3 separate regions of the Mus musculus genome follow, and regions 2 and 3 are each linked to region 1. A link is a contact called in public promoter capture Hi-C data. All regions are on one chromosome and are shown on one strand. Each heading gives the region's core, a stretch centred on a gene start, on an enhancer-like site or on the middle of the called end of the contact. The rest is flanking DNA. Distances are from core to core; before and after follow the strand shown.

Region 1 (3,377 bases), core at 599-3,098:
GCTCTGAAGTATGAGGGATAAGCAAGACCTTGGCATCTCCCCAAAGGGTTCTGAGAAGTGGAGACAGCCAGCTGCTAAGTGTATTCCACCAGGCAGGTAGCTTTTGTGTCTGGGCTGGCAGCTGGGGAGATAAGGCTCAGGGGAAAGCCTAATGACTGGACTCTCTGACAGGCTTGGTGGTTGCCATGGCGCTGCAGTTACAGAGGGATGCCCCACAGGCTGAACAGAGGTCTCTGGGGTCTAAAATGGAATAATCCATATCCCCCAAGGTGTCCGTGCAGCCTAGAAATTGAGGAATGGGTAGATAGAAACACAGTTGGCTTCACACGCTCATTTCATTTCTTTCTTTCTTCTTTCCTTTCTTTCTTTCTTTCTTCCTTTTTGACAATGGCTCAACTTTTTCTCTCCTGGCATTCCTTTCCTCCCTTCTGCTTAGGAAATCATAGGCAGTTTAGAGCCAAAGGCCTCACATTTCCCAGCAGATGATAGGACCCAATCACTCTCATCTCTCCACAAGCTTATAATAGAGGAGTTTTCACCCCTGCAAATCTTGGGACTTTAATTTCAGCTTCCTTCTTGTCTGTAGCCAGGGCTTAGAACCCCTGTTGGATTCCTAGGACTACGACTGAGGTGGAGGCGACTTCTTATGGGCCTCCAGGGGAGAGGTCCAGGGCTCCTGCTGACAGGCCTGTGTGGGGGACTGCTTTTCAGTTGGATGAATCTTGCCCAGCCAACCGACCTCTCAGGTATAATACTTTCCCTATCCTCTGAGGGTGACTTGGGGTACGGGAGATCTGATGGTGAGGGGTGGAGAGAGCCTCCTCTTCTCTTCTCTTTGGGACTTGGACCCCATTTTGCACTTTGAGCAGGGTGAAGGGGATGTGGGTAACCTCCCTTCTCTATAGACGTCTTGCTTCTCTCCAGCCCTGGCTCACCACCCCCATTTGTGCCAGACTACACGGGATGCAGAAGGCGGCCACTACCCTGGTTTTTTCTGTCCGCGCCTCTCTGACACTCCCGAGGAAGCCTACTGTTGCCACCTGCAGGCTGCCGGGGGTTCCTGCTGTACCCTGGATGAATTTGAGGCCCTGTACCAAGTTAACTTGTCTTCGCTTCAGCCACCACCCATCCTCAGGTAAGAACTCTAGTCCCGGATTCGCAGAACACTGGCAGAGTGCTCCCGTGTCTTGGGCACTGTCCTTGAATTCTGCAGTGGGAGACTTGTAGCTTCCAGATTAGTGGAGAGGAAGTCACTAAATCATAATTACAACCAATGCTGTAAATGAAAACAAGTAACAGAAGCTGCTTTGTCTTAAGGGGTTTGGACGGTGTTAATAAAGAGGATTTGTTAATCTTGGACACATTGTAGTAGGAGGTTTAATTCTGAATCTGCCGCGTTTGTCTTCAAGGTACTTGCGAGCTCCCAGATTTGTATGCAAAATATGTGTATGCATCTGTATTTATCCCCTGCTCTCGTGGGACTCTGGGCTCTGCAAACCCTGACTTGTAGCAGCCAGTAGACAACCTTGAGTCTCTCCTGTCTCCCCAGGGGTCCAGGCCCGCTCCTAGCACTGGGCATCTACACTCTACTGCTGATGGCACTGATGACTACAGATTTCGTGCACTTCTGCCGTGGTCGGGGACGGAGAGAAAAACAAAACTCCAGCGGCTGCCGCCGCCTTTCCTTTAGAGCCTCTTCCGCGCGCCCTCTACAGGTTCCAGTGGGAACAGACTAGGCGCTCGTGAAGCAGCCCTGAGCCTGAGCCTGCGCCTGCGCAACGCGAGTACCCCGCCCTTGCACAGACCCAACCACTTCTTGGCCTCGCCTTGTTTAGCGTAACACTGACGCATTGCTGGGGCGGGGCAGTCGCCGGCATCTCGCGGATCCCAGGGACACCTTTGCTCTAAAGACTGCGCCTGCACTGGCTCTTGGAGCTTAGCTTCGTGATGACTGTGAGTGGCCCGGAGACCCCCGAGCCCCGACCTTCCGACCCCGGGGTGCGTACTGATTCTCCTGTGCCATCTCCCCTTTCACACATGCGCCTTCGCACCTGGTCGCCGTCACCTTATTCTAGCCCTTCACGGGACTCGGCCAAGACCCGGCTCTTCTCCCAGGCGCGCTGCTCTGCCCAACGCCTTTCTCTCTCTCTCTCTCTCTCTCTCTCTCTCTCTCTCTCTCTCTCTCTCTTCTCTCTCTCTCTCTCTCTCTCTCTCTCTTCTCTCTCTCTCTCTCTCTCTCTCTCTCTCTCTCTCTCTCTCTCTCTCTCTCTCTCTCCCTCTCTCTCTCTCTCTCTCTCTCTCTCTCTCTCTCTCTCTCTCTCTCTCTCTCTCTCTCTCTCTCTCTCTCTCTCCAGGCCAGCTCAGCCGAGCAGCTGCGGAAGGAGGGCAACGAGCTGTTCAAATGCGGGGATTACGAGGGCGCCCTGACCGCCTACACACAGGCCCTGAGTCTCGGCGCGACGCCCCAGGACCAGGCCATTTTGCACCGAAACAGGGCTGCTTGCCACCTCAAGCTGGTGAGGGGATCGGGTTGCTCTAACCTGGTTCTACCTGGGCCTGGGATTGCCCATAGCCGCTGCTGTTTGTGCACCAGTTGGGCATTTCCTAGCCACGCACGATTGCCAGAGGTCTTTAGGCGTGGGTAGTGGGGGATCAGGTGGTTCAGCAAAACAAGGGTGCCATTGCCACTCTCAGGCTCCTGATCTTTCTCTTACAGGAAGATTACAGCAAAGCAGAATCAGAGGCGTCTAAAGGTAGGGTGGGTGTGGGTCCTCATATGGAGCAATGGGGTCTTCTGTGGTGGGAAAGGACTCTGGGGCCACCGAGCCATCCCTTTCTCCTCCTCTGGACCCAGTCACTCGTCTTTCTACTTGCTTTCCCACTTCTTCGGCCTTTCCTTTTCTGCAGCCGCCCTCACCTTTTCTGAGGCTGAAGCACCGAGCTCCACATTCGTACCCCTATCTTCCTTTGGCCCTCGAGATCTATCCCTACTGCTCTTGCCTGGAGACGGTGGCCTCCTGGGTGCTGATAGAGTTCCTGTTTGTGCTCAGCCATTGAAAAGGACGGTGGGGATGTCAAAGCACTCTATCGCCGAAGCCAAGCCCTAGAGAAGCTGGGCCGCCTGGACCAGGCTGTCCTTGACCTGAAGAGATGTGTGAGCCTAGAACCCAAGAACAAAGTTTTCCAGGAGTCGCTGAGGAACATTGGGGGCCAGATTCAGGAGAAGGTATGTGAAGGTACCAAGAGAAGTTGGAGTTGCCTGGGTCTGGGACAAGGATGTAGACACAGTACTCCAGAGAGGAGCTACTGGTAACAAATACACATTAATTAATAATGCTCAGACTGATGGAGGAAATCAAGTTTAAAGCATGTTTTTT
Region 2 (3,377 bases), core at 312-2,811, 200 kb after region 1:
GTTTCTCTGTGCAGCTCTTGCCCTCCTGGAACTTGTTCTGTAGACCAGGTGTGGGTTCGAGTCCCACCTCCTGTCACACACAGGGTGGCCTTGAACTCAGAGATCCTCCTACCTCTGCCTCCCAAGTGCTGGGATTAAAGGCATGGGCACTTTTCTTTTATCTTTTCTTTTCTTTTCTTTTCTTTTCTTTTCTTTTCCTTTCTTTCTTTTCTTTTCTTTTCTTTTTTTTTTTAATTTTTCGAGACAGTTTCTCTGTGTGGCTCTGGCTGTCCTGGAACTCACTTTGTAGACCAAGCTGGCCTTGAACTCAGAAATCCACCTGCCTCTGCCTCCCGAGTGCTGGGATTAAAGGTTTGTGCCACCATGCCCAGCTTCTTTTTTCTTTTGGAACAGGTTCTCAGTGTGTAGACTAGCCTTGAACTCAGAGATCTTTCTGCCTCAGGCTCTCTCACATGCTACTACTTAAAAGATGTATACCAGCACACTTTGCTAAAATACTCTCCTCAAACAGAAGATTGTACCAGGCAGTGGTGGTACACACCTTTAATCGAAGCACTTTGGAGGCAGAGGCAGGCAGATTTCTGAGTTCGAGGCCAGCCTGGACTCCAGGACAGCCAGGGCAATACAGAGAACACCCCTCCCAGATGGCAGTGTAGGACTGGGAATGTAGCCCAGGGAGGAGAGTGGTTGTCTAGCATGTGCAGTGTGCTGGATTCCATCTCCAGTATTCTGAAAACTGGGTGTGGTCACCCTCGATTGGAGTCCCAGCAGTTGGGAGGTGGAGGCAGAAGGATCAAAAGTTCAATACCATCCTTCCCAACTCAGGGAGTTTGAGGATAGCCTGGAGTACACGAAATTCCTGTCTCAAAATAAAACAATAGCTGTGTGTGTGCACGATGCACGCCTTTAATCCCCGCACTCAGGAGGCAGAAGCAAGGGTGAACCTCTGTACGTCTGAGGCCAACCTGGTGTCCATAGAAAGCTCCAGACAAGCTAAGGCTATACAGTGAGGCCTTGTCTCAATAATTAAAACAATAATCTGGGACAGAGGCAGGCGGATCTCTGAGTTTGAGGCCAGCCTGGTCTACAGAGTGAGTTCCAGGACAGCCAGGGCTAGACAGAGAAACCCTGTCTCGAAAAACCAAAAAAAAAAAAAAAAAAAAAAAAAAAAACTGGGCCAGTGAAGTGATGAGCACCTTTAATCCCAGCACTTGGGAGGCAGAAGCAGGCGGATCTCTGATCTTCCTCTTGCCTCACCCTCTGGAATGCTGGGAAGGCAGACCCATGCCACCCCATACCCCTCTTTCACCCTTTCAAATGTCCTAGTAGACAATTTAACATCACAGTGAGTCTTGCGCGTTGTGTTTTGTGGGCCGCAGCATCGGGACAATGTCTGGCCTGTCTCAAGCAGGTATACCTGTCAGCTCTTGCCAGCATTCCTGCCTGGCCTGGTGAGCGCTCCTCAGGTGGCGGGTTTCACTGGAAACACTCCTGCCCTCCCTTTTCTTGCCTCTGCTTTGGAGAGGGATCCCTGCAAGGCATCTGTTTCCCTTCCAGGCTTGGCGTGTGTTCTTGTCCTCTGGTTCTTCTTTTTAACTTCCTCCCCGAAACCGCTCCAGATGCACCCTGCCTCAAAAGCTTAGCATTTCTAAAAAAGGTGGGATTTTCCTGCTGTCTCTTCTCCCATTTCTCACCACACCCCACTCGGCTCTGTCTGGCTCCAGGACTCTGCGCCTCAAGCATCTTTCTGATCAGACTGAATCCTTTCTTATCTGAACTTACTGGTCACTTTACCTAAGTCTCTCTGTTTCCTCCTTCAGCCCCGCCCTTCTGAGGTCTGGCCCACTATAGAGAGATGGGACTGCGTTCCAGGGGCTGCCTTATGCACTTTTTCCCCAGCCGGCCCCCCGCCCCGGCCCCCACCCCTGAGGCCGTGGGTCTCCTCTCAGCCTGGCAGCTGGTAGAGAGACGATCTGCATCTCAGCTGTGGCTGCCCACTCATCTGTTTCTCAGGAGACCCACATAGACACCAGATGGCAAGTCTGCAATGTGCTTAGCGGGGTGAGAACAGGTTTTGTTTGGGAAAATATCTCGATCAGCCAGTTGGGCCGAGAAGGGGAAGTGCCAAGGACGCGGTTGAAGAGAGCTGGTTACACACAGGAGGAACTGAGTAGCTGCGTGAAGGACAGCTTGCAAGACAGTGGTGAGAGATCTCAACAACAGGAAAGTCAGAACGGGGGAGATGCAAAACAAGAGAACCCAGCCCAGAGGGTGCCACGATTGGTTTTTACATATATTTATCTATTTTACATGTATGTATGTGTGTGTCCATAGTCTTCTTGTGGAGTGTGGAGGTCAGAGGACAACTTTAGGGAGTCAGTTCTGTCCTACAGAGTGGGTTCTGAGGATGGAACTCAGATTACTGGCTTTGGCAGGAAGTACCATATCACTAACTCACCTCACTGGCCTGGCCCCCCCCCCCCCATCCCCCTCTGTGACTTTTGTTAGTGGGTTGAGTAGGATCTTGCTATGTAGCCAAGACTAGTCTCAAAGTTTCAAACTTTAAGCTTGCAGTCCTCTTGCCACAACTTAAGTTGTTCTCCTGCCCCCAACCACCCCTTCCAGACTGGCTCTCAATTTGTAATCTTGACTATCCTCAAACTTAACTATGTAGCCCTGCCTGGTCTTGAACTCATAGAAGTCCATCTGCCTCACTTTCCCATGTGCTGAGATTAAAGGCATATATTACCATTCCTAGCCTTTTAAATTTATTATATATACTGTAGCTGTCTTCAGACACACCAGAAGAGGGTATCAGATCTCATTACAGATGGTTGTGAGCCACCATGTGGTTTCTGGGAATTGAACTCAGGACCTCTGGAAAAACAATCAGTGCTCTTAACCACGGAAGCATCTCTCCAGCCCGCCACCTGCCATGTATGTGTGTGTATGTGTGTTGCTTTTAACCATTGAGCCATCTCTCTAGCTCCAATTAGCTATGAGTTTTGGATGACTATTTTTGTTGTTGTTTTAACTGTGCAAATATACATAGCAGGCAGGTATCGTGGCAATTACCTTTAATTCCTGAACTCCAGAGTAAAAGACAAGTGGATTAGACAGGTGGACAGCCTATTATAAGTTCAAGGCCAGCCTGAACTACATGGTGAATACCAGGATACCAGGTCATCCAGAGCTGCTACAAAGTGAGACCCTATCTCAAAAACAAACAAACAAACAAACAAACAACCCAGACCCAACAAACAAACAAACAAGCAAACGAGCATTGTTACATACCACACGCCTTTAATCTCAGCACTCCTGAGCCAGAGGCAGGTAGATCTGAGTTCAAGCCCAGCCTGGTCTACAGAGTGAGCTCC
Region 3 (3,377 bases), core at 545-3,044, 190 kb before region 1:
AAACAAAAGAGAGAAAGAAGAAATGAGGAGGAAAGGAAGGAAGGAAGGAAAAAGAAAAGGGAAAAAGAGAAAAAAAAGGAAGGAAGGAAGGAAGGAAGGAAGGAAGGAAGGAAGGAAGGAAGGAAATTTCAAGGCATGCCTGCACTTCCTAGCACTCAGAAGGCAGAGGCAGGCAGATGTCTCTAAGTTTGAGGCCAGCTTAGTCTACATAATTAAGTAACAGGCTAGCTAGGGCTACATAGACGCAGCTTTAAAAACATTTTATCAGTTTGTCAGCAGGATGCCTAAAGATGCAGACACATATAGATAGTAAGAAATTTACAATAATGAAACACATGAGTCTAGTCATCATCTGCAGCTATACTTCCTTGGTTTTTGTAACTCATAATAGTTTAGCACAAATGCAATATATAGAACTTGCATATTGTATTTTGGATCTCTAGGTATTTTCACTATATGTGTCCTCTAACCCACAACTCTCCACCAGTTTTCTCTAGATATGAATATTTAAATTTTATAAAGATCCCACATATAAGATCATGCAATAATAATTTACTGTGTCTGGCTTATTTCACTTAGCATAATGTCCCTAAATGGAAAGATCTGGTTCTTTTTACCAGGCTAATTACTATTCTGATGTGCATTTCCCGTCTTTCTCCTGACAGCTTATTTTCATATCTTGGCTATTGTGGATTATGCAGCAATGAACAAGGGAAAGCTGATAGCTTTAGGAAGTTATTTATTAATTTTCTTTGGGTATATGTCAGAGGAGATGTTTCTGGGTCATGAGGTAACTTTTAGTATCTTTCAAATCCTTTGTACTGTTTTCCATATTGTTGTAACAGTTTGAATTTACTCCTTAAAAGAGGGAAAGGGTCCGGCAGTGGTGGCATACGCCTTTGATCCCAGCACTTGGGAGGCAGAGGCAGGTGGATTTCTGAGTTGGAGGCCAGCCTGGTCTACAGAGTGAGTTCCAGGACAGCCAAGGCTATACAGAGAAACCCTGTCTCAAAAAACCAAAATAAATAAATAAATAAATAAATAAATAAATAAAATAAAAAGAGGGTAAGGACAGATGACAGGGTTGGAAGAGAAAAAAATTAACAAGAGCCCACTTTGGTGGAATATGTAATCCTAGTATTTGGGAAGTGTAAGTAGGTGGATCGGGAGTTCAAGGTCAGCTTCTCCTACACAATTTGGTGGAGGTTTGAGGCCAACCTGGGCTATGTAAGGTCCGGTCTCAAAAAAACTAAAAGTTACAAAAATAGAAGATCAGGCATCACCGGGCTGCATTCATGGTGGAAGCTACCCACTAGAACTGAAGCTTCACCCTCGGCATCTGCATGCCAGCTGAAGTATCTGAGCTTGCGACCGATTAATGACAGTCAGCAGTGGAAGAACCGCCGAAGTTTCACAAGAATAGAGGGTGAGATCCAAAAGAAGAGGCCCACAGACGCTTCGCCTGATTTACCGGAACTAGCAAGCCTCGGCTGTCTTCAAACATCACAAAATCTCTACCATGCCACAGACTGGGCTTCAGGCGCCTTTCCCTACACTAGGAAAACAAAAAACAAAAAACAAAACAAAGCCTTACTACGCCGGAAGCCAGGTAGTTTGCCATAATCACCTGACCGGTCAGCTGCATTCGGATTGGGCTTTAGTAGTACGTGCTCGGGGGATACCGCCCCAGCAGCTCTAGGGGCGGGGCCAGGAGCCAGAGGCCACGGTATTGGTTAGATCCTTCAGGGATTACCCAATCAGAATCATCCTTCTTGCCGCGCAGAGCGTGCGGCGCGGGGCGCAGGAGGGCCGTGTCGGCGCGCGGAGTTTGGATGGTGGTTCCGCCCGGCGCGACGTAAGCCTGAGTGAGGTGAGTTCGGCGCGCGCTGGGTTGCGGTGGCTCCGCCGACTAACAGAGCCCGAGGCCTTGGCCATTTCACCAGTCATCCGTCCCAGGTTCTCCGAGCCTCGCTTGTGGCGAGAAGCCCAGACCGGAGTAGAGACCTGGTGACCCAGAAAAGGCCATGTCAGGCGGCCGAGGCTCGAGTCTCACTGTCCACACTTTCCTTAAGGCCTTGATTGTCATACGCGAGAAATTAGCTCATCTGCTTCCCGTAGTTTGTGTAGTGCTGCAACGACCCCTCGTAGCAATGCATGCTTTCGAGACGCCAGAAGAGGTGGAGGTGCCCTGTTTTTAATCGGAGAAGCAGGAGCTCAGACCTCGTTTGCCGAAAGGGCGCGCGGGCTTGGATGCCAGATGAGGTTTGAATAGGACCTGCCCAGCTCTGAAGCCTATCTCACTGCCCCAGGCTTCCTCCCAGTCCCTCTTAACTGTCATAGGTTACCGGGTGAGGGTGACTGAGATGAACCTGCCATCTTCCGGTGTCGCCTTTAAATACACAGCTCTCCTACCTCAGCAAGGGGTAGGGGTGGGAAAGACTGATCGAGAGATGACAAGATGGAGGAGAAGGAGAGAGGCAGACGCCTGGGGAGTAATACATTTAATTGAGCTTGGAAGGAACTTGTCTCAGCCATCCAGTGCTGAGTTGACGTCACACCGTCTCAGCCATCCAGTGCTGAGTTGACGTCACACCGGCTTGAGTCAACATTTTGTTAGCCTGACTGCTATTCTGTTTGGATGTCACTTTAACTTTGCTTGGATGAAGTGGGATTTTTAGGTTCCCAAGATAGGGATTTAGTACCAGTTTGTTTGTTTTGGATCTTGTAGTCCCGTCTGGCCTCAAACTTGTAGAGCTGAGGGTGACTTTGGACTCCATGATCTTTTCAGCCTCAACCTCTCAAGTGCTTGAGTTACAGACCCATGTCACCATCCCTGTTATTTAAAGTGTATATACTGTGAAATATGTACTTCTGCAAAAGAGACTCACAGATTTCTCTGTGTAGCCCACTGTAGACCAGGCTGGCCTCGAACCCTGATTCCACTGCCTTTCCCTCCTGAGTGCTGGAATTAAAGGCAATGGCTGCCACTGCTGGACAGAATGTAGCATCTTAAACTTGGTTGAGGGACATGCTCTATTTTCTAAATTTTTACCTTTTGTCAGGAATGGAGATAGGAGTATGTTCTTGTCCATGTTTGTGTGTGTGTGTTAATGTGCAAGAAGACCAGAGGTACCTTCTGCAGTTGTCTTCCATCTTAGTGTTTGGGGCAGTCTCACTGAACCTGGAACTTACTGATTAAACTAGCAAGCCTCCCAGGACTGGCATTATAGATGCACATTACCACTCCTGACTTTCTAAGTGGGTTCTGGAGATCTGAAATCAGGTCCCTATGTTCATACTACAAGCAGTTTACTGACTGAGCCATCTTCCCAGGCCTTTTCTGTCTTACCAGGTTCAAAGTAATTGAAAAATTATCT

Evidence for each region. Promoter capture Hi-C pulls out the DNA fragments that hold promoters and counts their contacts. Capture Hi-C pulls out chosen DNA fragments and counts their contacts.
Region 2: a promoter capture Hi-C map of embryonic stem cells shows a contact between it and region 1, with 6 times the contacts expected there. The contact joins the enhancer-like site here to the promoter of Unc45a in region 1. A contact is called at or near these places in 25 of 39 promoter capture datasets (the 3T3-L1 cell line, 3T3-L1-derived adipocytes, the C10 cell line and 17 more), 3 of 15 datasets of contacts at CTCF or cohesin (embryonic stem cells and large pre-B cells), 10 of 484 Hi-C or Micro-C datasets (the G1E-ER4 cell line, the HL-1 cell line, the N1E-115 cell line and 5 more), 27 of 115 datasets of contacts at active chromatin or transcription factors (the 230-238 cell line, the HPC-7 cell line, the SCID.adh cell line and 16 more) and 4 of 9 other capture datasets (adipose tissue, liver, macrophages and 1 more).
Region 3: a contact with region 1 is called in a promoter capture Hi-C map of pancreatic islet. The contact joins the promoter of Blm here to the promoter of Unc45a in region 1. A contact is called at or near these places in 11 of 39 promoter capture datasets (the 3T3-L1 cell line, the C10 cell line, cranial neural crest and 6 more), 2 of 15 datasets of contacts at CTCF or cohesin (the NIH/3T3 cell line and stem cell-derived epiblast-like cells), 11 of 484 Hi-C or Micro-C datasets (B cells, CD4 T cells, CD8 T cells and 7 more), 14 of 115 datasets of contacts at active chromatin or transcription factors (the SCID.adh cell line, acute myeloid leukemia, astrocytes and 9 more) and 4 of 9 other capture datasets (adipose tissue, liver, macrophages and 1 more).

What each region holds. Positions count from the first base shown.
Region 1 is chr7:80,338,690-80,342,066 of GRCm38.p6, reverse strand. Unc45a (unc-45 myosin chaperone A) reads left to right here and starts at 1,848. Exons shown (of 20, transcript NM_133952.2): 1 at 1,848-1,998; 2 at 2,355-2,516; 3 at 2,717-2,753; 4 at 3,051-3,226. The coding sequence starts at 1,948.
Region 2 is chr7:80,142,280-80,145,656 of GRCm38.p6, reverse strand. No RefSeq gene overlaps it. Among named protein-coding and RNA genes, the nearest start is that of Gm45202, 11 kb to the left of the region's middle. Within about 2 kb of position 1,561, at least 140 of the 459 cell types and tissues checked have an H3K27ac peak or open chromatin away from gene starts, as enhancers often do. A contact at or near this core is called in the 230-238 cell line, the G1E-ER4 cell line, the HPC-7 cell line and 13 more, where this site is marked.
Region 3 is chr7:80,533,536-80,536,912 of GRCm38.p6, reverse strand. Blm (Bloom syndrome, RecQ like helicase) reads left to right here and starts at 1,794. Exons shown (of 22, transcript NM_001042527.2): 1 at 1,794-1,870.